2 separate regions of the Mus musculus genome follow, and region 2 is linked to region 1. A link is a contact called in public Hi-C data. All regions are on one chromosome and are shown on one strand. The core of a region is the stretch at or near the end of the contact, and the rest is flanking DNA. Distances in the headings are between cores, read along the strand shown.

Region 1 (4,988 bases), core at 1,286-3,785:
TGAGGTAGACCAGGGATTAGAGGTGTAGACCACCACAGCCCTGGAACTCACTCTGTAGACCAGGCTGGCCTCGAACTCAGAAATCTGCCTGCCTCTGCCTCCCAAGTGCTGGGATTAAAAGTGTGCACCACTATGCCTGGCTTCTATATATTTCTTATAAATATATATTATATTTTTTATTTAGATATTATTTATTTTATGTGAGTACACTGTCACTGTCTTCACAAACCAGAAGAGGACATCAGACCCCATTACGGATGGTTGTGAGCCACAGTGTGGTTGCTGCGAGAATTGAACTCAGGACCTCTGGAAGAGCAATGCTCTTAACCACTGAGCCATCCATCTGTCCAGCCCCATATATTCTTATAAAACATATATACTTACATATTTTATTTTAATTAAATATATTTATGTGTGAGCAAGTACGTAGCACACAGAAGTCAGAGGACAACCGATGGCTGTCTGCTCTCTCCTTCCACCATGTGGGCCTGGAGAAGTGAGTCAGGCTTGGTGGCAAGGGCCTTTTACCCCTGAGTCTGTACAGGGGTCTGACTGTTTTTGAAACAGGGTCTTCTGTAGCTGAGGCTACTACATTCTGCAGCTCAGGAAGGCCTGGCCTCCTGCCTCCCAGATGCTGATGCCAAAGTGTCAACACCTCACACCTGGCTTCCAAAAGACCATTTCTTTCTTTTTTGTTTTTGTTTTTTGTTTTTTTTTTTGGAAACAGGGTTTCTTTGTGTAGGCCTGGCTGTCCTAGAACTCACCCTGAAGACCAGGCTGTCCTAGAACTCATAGATCTGCCTGCCTCTGCCTCCTAAGTGCTAGCACGCTGGGCCTTGCTTTCTTCTTATGACAATCTATTATTGAACCTGCGATTTACCATTTGACCCAACTGGCTACTTATCAAGTCCTGATATCCACCTGGCTTGGCCCCCTCCCCCACCCCCAAGTGCTGAGGTTATAGACACACACCTTCAAGCCTGGCTTTTATGTAGGTGCCAGCTATTTGAAACTAGGGTTCATGTTCCCACAAGCAAGAACCGTACCCTGAAACTGGACAGAGGGCTGTGAATCAACCCAGATTTGTAGGTCTTTAATAATTAAAACGTTTTTAAAAAGCTGGTCCCCGGGGCTGGAGAGATGGCTCAGTGGTTAAGAGCACTGACTGCTCTTCCGAGCCAAAGGTCCTGAGTTCAAACCCCAGCAACATGGTGGCTCACAACCATCCTAATGAGATCTGACTCCCTCTTCTGGTGTGTCTGAAGACAGCTACAGTGTACTTAGATATAATAATAAATAAATCTTTAAAAAACAGCTGGTCCCCTTCCCTAAAATCACAGACGACCCCACAAGTACTTACCGTGAACTTTTGGCTTTAAGAGATTTATTTATACACTTGAATTACCCCAGAGAATAAGGGCGGGGATCTAGAGCTGGGGTTTGCTACAGAGCATGTTTTCTTTTTTTAAACTTTTTTTTTTAAAGGAAACAAAACATACTATTTGTGGGGGGGAAAAGTAGAAAAAAGGAAATAAAATAAACCCCTGGCAGCCTTAGAGAGGCTATTTTTTTTTTCTTTTTCTTTGTGTGTGTGGGTGTCGCGGAGGGAGGGGTGGGGGCGGGGGGCTTCCTGCAAAAGGAGAGGTGCCAGTGTGCGGAGCCCGCCTCTTTCCCGCCTTTTGGCTTTGGCCTTTTGGGGGAGGGCAGCTGTCTGGCAGTCTGAACTTCCTGTGTTTGGGAAACCCGGCTGAGGTCTTACATGAACATTCGCCCATTGTTCTTGAGGAGAGTGAGGTCACAGTAACTTTACAAGCAGCTGTTGCAAACCGAGACACCAAGTGTTCTGCCCCAGCCATGATCAAGGAGGTTTTCAGCAAAGCTTTCCTTGAGCGCCAAGAAACCGGGCTCCCTGGAGTATCAATAAACCCACATGCTCCCGCCCTCAAATTCTTTCAGTTGGAACCGAGCCCTGGGTCCGGGGAGGGGGGCCATTGTCATGTGGGCTATGGCTGACTGGGATCAGGCAGGAGTTGGGGGAGGGGGAGATTGTCATGTGGGCTATGGCTGACCATGGTGGGCAGGGCTGCCTCCCGGGACCACTATGGTTCCTGCAGCCTATCCTGCCCTGGGACATTTCTCCAGTCAACTCATTCTGACCCAGGGACCGAGGTGGCACCTGGTATTTTCAAATTCCTAGCATACTGAGCAGACCCTGTCGAGAACATGGATTTTGGTCTTAGCTTTGAAGTGAAGATGAAAGCCCACCATGCCAAACTCCTTTCCAGGAAGGAATGGGATCTAGGAGGCCAACGCAGTTCTAACAGGAAATGATGTAATGCATCAGGCTTAGGGCAATAACAGGTCAAGAAACCAGTCAGGAGTTGGTCAGAAACCAAGATGCAGACTTCCGTTAGTACACCTAGGAAGGGGCAGGGACAAAACTGCATTGTCAGACCCTGTTCTGGTCTTGTTAATTTCTTCAGTGATGGCGTCAGCTAAGGGAAGATGGCAGATGTGGGCGGAGCGTAGAGCGTGAAGGAGAACAGGGGCGGGGCCACCTGGCCTCAGGCTGCTGATGGGGCGGGGCCACCTGGCCTCTCAGTCTAATATACAGATGAGGAAAACCAAGGTTTGTAGTGATAGGTTTTTTTAGGAACGCCAGCTCTGGTGATAAATATCCTTGGCTTCTAGTGCTCCCGAGTCATATAGAGATGGTTTATAAAGCACGAGGAAGTGAGTTGAGAGACAGCATAGTGTGCCGGTGTGAGGGTAGTCCTCTCAGGCTCTTCCCCTCTCGGCCTGGGTAGTCACTGACTGTCCCGTGTCTATATATAAAGCCAGTGGGACTGCTCCGAACTGGCCAGTCCCCAACCTGGAGCATAGAGAGGTTTGAGCGCATGATCACAGGCCTCTTCCCCATCTTTCTCACCAAGGCTGCATGGCCTTGTGTGCCCTCTGGTCAGTGACATCCTCTGGGCTTCAGATCTACACAGGTCACTGTAAGTCACCTTCTAGCCAGCTCCTCCAGGGGAAGGGCACAGAGCCTCATTAGAGCACCCGAGGGTCCCTGGACCTACCCACCAGTCCACCCGAAGGATTATAGAGAAGCCAGCAAGCACAAAGGGGGGGCTGCCACACAACAGTCACGGTGGGGAGAGGCCTCCACGTTTTATTAGGGATGCTGCAGAAGCAGGGCTGCTTTTCAACAACAGATAAATTAACCGCAGTGCGGGTAGGGGTGGGGACTGGGCCAGGCGCTTATATATATATATATATATAAAAACAAAGATGAAGACAGACAAACAGACCCCACGATGTGGGGAAGGGAGGCAGCACCATTCAGACAGCAGGGAGGACCAGGGCAGAGTGAAGGCGACTTGTCCCCCTCACCCCCAAACTCCATAAGCCTGGGGCTTCCAAAATCAGCCCCATGGGGGCTTTGGGGCAGGGTTGCAGCCAGGTTGGGCAGAGGTGGCACAGCTGGCGGGCAGGAAGCCTAGCACCGCAAGATGGCTCGGCCTGAAGTGGGAGCTGGGACAAAGCAGCCTGGAGCCCCCGGTCCCGTAGAGCAGAGCCTTACTCTGGGGGAGTCAAGGGACTGGGGATGAGGTCTCTCCCTGAGCTGAGCATGGTTGTCGCATCCACAGCAGCAGTGGCATACGCCAGGGACCCCCCATCGCCTTCTTATCCTCTTTCTCCTTGGTCCCTTCAGGTCAAGCTTCACCGGCCCAAAGGCGTGGGGCGTGGAGCGCGGAAGCAGGTCGTTGAGGGTCCCTAGCTCCAGAGGAACTGTAGTGGGTGCGGTCCCTCAACCCTGACTCCCACAGGAGGATAGCGAGTCATAGAGGGAGTCACTTAGGGATTCTGAGGTCTCCAGCCCGGGGGCGCCCCCGCTGGCCACTCGGCCTTCCTCGCCCATGTCCGACGTGCTGGGGGTACGACTGCCTCCAAATGCTGGGCCCTGAGGTGTAGATGTGCGGCTGGGATCCACGCTCTGTTTTCGGTCTACGGGCAGGGCCTAGAGGAGAGGTACTGCTCAGAGAGGAATCGTAGCCACCCTGACTGCTGTGGGGGTCCACAGAGGCAGGAATAATGGAAGCCTTCTTCCAAAATGGGATGGGTGGGCGAACTTATCCTCACCTCCAGAGGAGGTGCTGGCTGGCTGTACACAGCTCAGAGACATCCATCTCCCAGTCTCTCCCTCCAGGCACCCAGGCCTCTCTCTCCTCCCTTCTGTGGCCTTACCATGGGGGTTCTAGGCAGTCCCTCCAGTTGTCGGGGTGGGCACAGGAAGGGGTCGCTGGAGCTGCCAGCTGTTCTGGTGTTGGGGAAGGTCCAGTTCTTGGCCAGCTGGACAGGTGGGGGAGGGCCTGGGTCTTCACAGGGATCTGTCCAAGAAGAAGGGGGAAGTGGATGCATTGGTCCGGCTCCAAGGAGCCTCTTAGGGATGCCCTACCACTTGAGGGGACACTCACCATCGGGACAGGTCTGATGGCTTCGGTGGCCTGGGGGAGCTGTGAGCAGTCCAGGGAAGGCTGGCATGCTGGGGTGTCGCCCACTCACCAGCAGCTCCTCTATGCCCGGCACCTCTCGCTCTAGTGTGTGGGCACGGCGGGGGACTTTGGTGAGGCCTGGAGGCCGAGCTGGGGGTGCCCCTGGTGGGGGATCCAGGCGCAGTGACTTGGTCTTGGGGAGATTTTTGCTGGGGGTTCCGCTGCTGCTGTGATCTGGGGGTGGGAAGGTCCCAATGCCACTGTCCAAGGTTCGAGTCAAGGAGCCGCAGGCTGTGGAGGAGAGGGCACACAGAATGGGGCTCAGGCTCAGGCTCAGGCCAGCCCACTCAGGGTTTTCCTGGCCCAAAAGGCTCCTCCTGCAGAACTCACCCCACCCCTGCTACTCCCCCTCAGCTTCGCACAGGTGCCCCTCAGGGCAGGGAGAATCATTTCTCCACCGCCACCGAGATCTACATCCCCAACAGTCATGGCTGA
Region 2 (4,988 bases), core at 1,593-4,092, 77 kb after region 1:
AGCAAGCCAGTAAGCAGCATCCCTCCATGGCCTCTGCATCAGCTCCTGCCTCCAAGTTCCTATCCTGTGTGAGTTCCTGTTCTGACTTCCTTGGTGATGAACAACAGTGTGGAAGTGTAAGCTGAATAAACCCTTTCCTCCCAACTTGCTTCTTGGTCATGATGTTTTGTGCAGGAATAGAAACCCTGACTAAGACACCTCTCCTCAACTTAGACTCTTTATCCATTTCTTCTCTGCCAGAGGTCTTCTGGTCCCATGCCATAGCTCAGCACTGCCTCCTTCTCAGGTTCCATTAATGAACCAAGCAGGGTGGCACATGCATATAATCCTAGCTCAAGGCAAGACTGTGAGTTTGAAGCCAGCCTGGGCTACATGGGGAGTCTGTCTCAAACAAAACAAATAAGCAAAAAAATAGGGAGGAAAGAAGAGAGGGTGGAGCATCTACTTAGGCCCTGAGGCTAAATGTTCTTAGCTGCTGTTTCCTTCTGCTGCTTCGTGGCTGTGGCATGCTCCTATACACTGGGAGCTTTTGCTAAAATAATAATAAATAATAATAATAATCCCCTCCCGTGTGATCATGTCCCTTTCCTACACACCCACACACCAGGACACCCACATGTCTTAGGGTTACTATAGCTATGATAAAACACCATGACCATGTTGGGGAGGAAAGGGTTTATTTGGCTTACATTTCCACATTGCTGTTGATCATCGAAGGAAGTCAGGACAGGAACTCACACAGGGTAGGAACCTGGAGGCAGAAGCTGATGCAGATGCCATGGATGGGTGCTGCTTACTGACTTCCTCTGCATGGCCTGGTCAGCCTGCTTTTAAATAGAACCTAGGACCATCAGCCCTGAGGTGGAACCACCCACAATGGGCAGCGCCTTAAATGCCCTACAGGCTTGCCTACAGCATGATCTTTTGTTTTGTTTTCCAAGACAGAGTTTCTCTGTGTATCCCTGGCTATCCTGGAACTCACTCTGTAGACCAGGCTGGCCGTGAACTCAGAAATCTGCCTGCCTTTGCCTCCCAAGTGCTGGGACTAAAGGCGTGCGCCACCACTGCCCCGCCTCAGCTTGATTTTAAGGAGGCATTTTCTTAACTTCTCAGATGACTCCAGTTTGTGTCAAGTTGACATAAAACTACCCAGTACACCACGGAAATCTAATGACATCATCATTAACTGATTTGTCCTTTGATCCCATTCTGTCAGTAATTTATGCATAAGCTTGGACTGGTCGCTGAAACTTTTGCTTCTAAGTTTCCTCCTATGTAAAATAAAACAGTTGGAGTAGATCCCTCCCTCTCTCCACCCCCTCCCTTCCTCCCTCCTCTTAAATGATGCTTTTGCCCATGTGCTGTAAGTTTTGTAGCTCTGGGATGCACAAGATAGTCCCACGAAATTCTCATTGTATAGGTTCAAACCTACTGCTTTGCGAAATGTCCGGGCTCTCCATCTTAAGGAAACACCTTTGTTCAAAAAAGACTCTTCTGCCAGTAGGGCCCGGAAAAGAGCAGGTTCCCATGGACCAATAAGATTTGGTCAGTGTGAAGAATGCTCCCAGGCAAAGGTGTCCTGAGCAGGAGGACCCCTCACCTTTTCCCAGGAAAGCAAAGATGGGGATTTTACGTAGTTCCTGCAAGAAAGCCACCCTACAGCTCACTCCACAAAGCCAGTTGAGGCCACAAGCAAACAGTCCAGGTGTCTTCGTAATTGCTTTTATTATTTCCAATCAGTCACAGATCTTGGGCAGGTGAGGCCGGAGACAGGCACACGGAAGAGATAGGGAACTTGAAGAGCTGATGCCAAAAGGGCAGGCCCGTCTGGGTGTGTAGCAGGCAAGTCCTTGTGCCTGGTGCTATATCTCCATTCTCTGACACTCAGAGCAGGGGACTGAATAGAGATGGGTTTGTGCAAAGCCAGACTCTGCTTTTCCTCTAACAGCCAGAAGGGGGCAGCAAAGTCCTTGTGTAAAATTCCCAACTTGACACGCCCCCACCCCCCACCCTGGCCTATTGGAATAAGGGTACTTAAGGGATCCTGCAGGCTAACACAGAAGAAAGGGTATGGAATGGAAGAACCATACCACACCCAAGGATGTCTTGTGGCTTCCTTGGGCTATACTGAAAAAGCTGTGCATGGACCCAGGAATTGGTGTGGGGAGTGAGGGACTTAATGCCCCTACTTGGTCCCATCTTGAGCCTCGGAGGGGACATCCTGGTCTGTCACGGTTTCTCAGAGAGCTTTGAGCCTCACATCAGATATTCCTGGCTCCCTCAAGCCTTATGAAATCTAATCTACCCCGTCATAGGTCTGGCTACACCCAAGCTAAAAATGCGGGGGGCCAGGAGGCGTCAGTCCTTCCTCCTACACAGCTTGCCGCACCTGCCCAGTTTAGGTTTCTCATAATCCCGCATTCCTCATAATCCTGCATTCTTGTTTCTCCGCCCTTCCTCCTGCCAAGACCCACCCAGGTGTCCCTGGGACTCCTCACTGCCCCACCAGGGGTCAACATCAAGGCTTTCTCTGGCCCTGGAGCCAGTTCAGCCGCCGTGCCTCCCCACCGTCACCAGCCATCTTTGAGATCACTGTGACTTGTGCCCTGGTCACATTATTTATGGCTGAGGGCTTGCCCCTCCCCCAATGGTTTTTGGAACTTAGCCTTGGAAAATTTTTCTCAATCCTCGCTCTCTGCATAAATTGTCTCAGAAGAGGACTTGGACAAGTGGATTCTGGGAAACTGGCCAGTGTGAGGGTGACATGTCAGTGGGGGTGGGGGAGGGACTCTAAACCTTTCTAGAACTGAAGCTGGAGATTAGGAAAGGCACTCAAAGGGGAACAAGCAGAGGAGGAAGTCAGCCAAGTGTCTTGGTGCCTCTCTCCCTGCCCCACTGGCACCGGTTGGGGACTTCCATCTTGCAGATAGGAAAACAGAGTCACAGAGAGTAATAAGTCTGTTGGCAGTGGGGTCAGAACCAGAAGCCAAGAACCCTGCTTCCCAGCTGACCTCCAGGGAGGGAAAAGCTAAGAGTTTGGCATCCGCAGGCTGGGTGACAGTGGCAGGTGGGGGTGTCACAACTCCCCGGAGATGTCAGTGCTTGTCTACCCACACACCTATGGGCTACACAAGTCTCAATCCAGCCCAGACTCAGACTGGAGGAAGTAGCTGTGGGCTGTCCCTCAGGTTTATTAGACGACAGTGGGTTTATCCAAGCCTTCCGGAGCTACTTGGCTTTGCTTCTGAAATGGGGATATGCCGATAACCCTGCAGGACCAGTCTGGACTGCTGCAAGTAGGCTCATTTGAACCAGCACCCACCCCAACTGTCCCTCCATACCACCCTCCCTCCTCAAATATCCAAGATGGAACAAAATTTCAAATGCTTCTGTAATATTTCTCAAAGGCTGGAGTAGGCAGGGTGGGAAAGGGTAGGGGTGGGAATGGATGGGCTACCTAGTCCCCTTTCCTGGGGCAGACAGGGTCCCCTGCATCCACTCAGGGCCTTGTAGCCTTCACCCAGTAACTTTCCACTGGACTAGAGCTGGCCGGGTGCATGTGTCGCCCACATGCTGCCCCAGGTGTGGGCCCCTGGTCCCCTCTCCAACAGGCAGTCAGCCAGGGCAGGGTGGCTGACGCACACTCTGCCTGAGATCCCAGCAGCCTGGAGGTTGATAAGGAGCTCTGGCCTCATCGCAAGGGATAGGCTCAAGGGACTGGCCCTGGCTGTGACCATTAGCTGGACAGCTTCCAAATTACAGAGATGTGGAGATAAGGGGGCAAGGGCCCAGGGACTCTGGGCTGAGTGGCCAGGGAAGCTGGGGGGAGGGAAATGGATGCCTCTACTCTTCAGGCTGCAGGTAAGACAGAGTGCAGCAGAATACAGGGGAAGACCCAGGAAATGCATGTAGAAGCGCCTGAAGGACAGCCCCTGGTAAGGGCTAGTCCAGCAGACAGAACCACTTCCACACCAGGCCCTCTACCCCACCTCCCCTTCAGGCCTGTGGGAATGGCACTGAGTGGAAGAGAGAGAGAGAGAGAGAGAGAGAGAGAGAGAGAGAGAGAGAGAGAAAGAGAGAGAGAGAGATGGGGTTCTAGCCCTATGGTCATATGTGCCTTTCCAGTGGATGCAATTTGATTGACAGCCCCCAGTTCAGCCCTCCCAGCTTCCCCTGGGAGCTCAGGCTATGCTTAGCACATCTTGCCCCCACCCCCCTGTTCTATGACCTGGATGACCCAGGAGGGGAAACTGAGGCAAGTAACGAAACCAGTGGCTTCCTATTCTCATTCTATTCCCAGGTCCCTAGAACAAGCAACTGGCCTTCAGCTAAGCGAGTGACAGCTGGGGACAGCTTCACCCTACGCCACAGAGCCCTGACTTCATGCTCTAGCCATGCCCCCTTGGCTATTTTTTTCTTACGAAGCATGGTTGTTTGATCTGAAAGAGAAAATGGAGCCCTAGAAGACTTGGTGGGGGTCACAGTCACAGCCAGGTTTCCTGGGGTCTCCTCCCCACCTCTGAGATCCTGCCGGGCTCCTCCTGCTCATTCCTTGGGTCTGCAAACCCAGAGGTGCCCTCAGCCTTGACTGTGCCATTTGGAAGATGCAGTTGGGTGCCAGGGGCACCGCAGGGGATGGTATGGCCTCAGATCTGCAGGGCCCCAAGCATGGCATATGTACAAGCTGCAGAAGGACACCGTGAGGGCTGGCTGCAGGAGGGAGCAAGCGGCTGCTCACAAGCTGGCTGCAGCGAGTTTATGTCTGGTCTCACAGGAGCACGGAGAGGGTCACAGGACAGGGAAGGGACATTCTCTGGAGGAGGGGTGGGGGCGGGGATGGCTCCTCATTCCCGGTTGGTGCCAAAAAGCTGCAGGAAGAAGGTGAAGATATAGATAATGTCTAAGTAGATGTTGAGGGCTCCAAAAATATACTCCTCGGGGCTCAGCGAGTGTCGACGGTTACCCATCAGCAACTGGGTATCAAAGGC

Evidence for each region. Hi-C and Micro-C count contacts between places; a contact is called where the count stands out from the background.
Region 2: a contact with region 1 is called in a Hi-C map of the N1E-115 cell line, with 4 times the contacts expected there. The contact joins two enhancer-like sites. A contact is called at or near these places in 1 of 15 datasets of contacts at CTCF or cohesin (embryonic stem cells), 12 of 484 Hi-C or Micro-C datasets (the G1E-ER4 cell line, the HL-1 cell line, the N1E-115 cell line and 7 more), 5 of 115 datasets of contacts at active chromatin or transcription factors (Th17 cells, embryonic stem cells, large pre-B cells and 1 more) and 3 of 9 other capture datasets (adipose tissue, liver and pancreatic islet).

What each region holds. Positions count from the first base shown.
Region 1 is chr15:99,418,891-99,423,878 of GRCm38.p6, forward strand. Nckap5l (NCK-associated protein 5-like) reads right to left here. Exons shown (of 13, transcript NM_001001884.1): 11 at 4,476-4,784; 12 at 4,246-4,388; 13 at 3,144-4,018. The coding sequence ends at 3,809. Among named protein-coding and RNA genes, the nearest start is that of Nckap5los, 11 kb to the right of the region's middle. RefSeq lists an enhancer at 1,064-2,667. Within about 2 kb of position 2,536, at least 176 of the 459 cell types and tissues checked have an H3K27ac peak or open chromatin away from gene starts, as enhancers often do. A contact at or near this core is called in the HL-1 cell line, the N1E-115 cell line, adipose tissue and 2 more, where this site is marked.
Region 2 is chr15:99,495,304-99,500,291 of GRCm38.p6, forward strand. It overlaps Faim2 (Fas apoptotic inhibitory molecule 2), which reads right to left. Exons shown (of 12, transcript NM_028224.4): 12 at 1,702-4,988. The coding sequence ends at 4,845. Among named protein-coding and RNA genes, the nearest start is that of Bcdin3d, 23 kb to the left of the region's middle. Within about 2 kb of position 2,843, at least 105 of the 459 cell types and tissues checked have an H3K27ac peak or open chromatin away from gene starts, as enhancers often do. A contact at or near this core is called in the HL-1 cell line, the N1E-115 cell line, adipose tissue and 2 more, where this site is marked.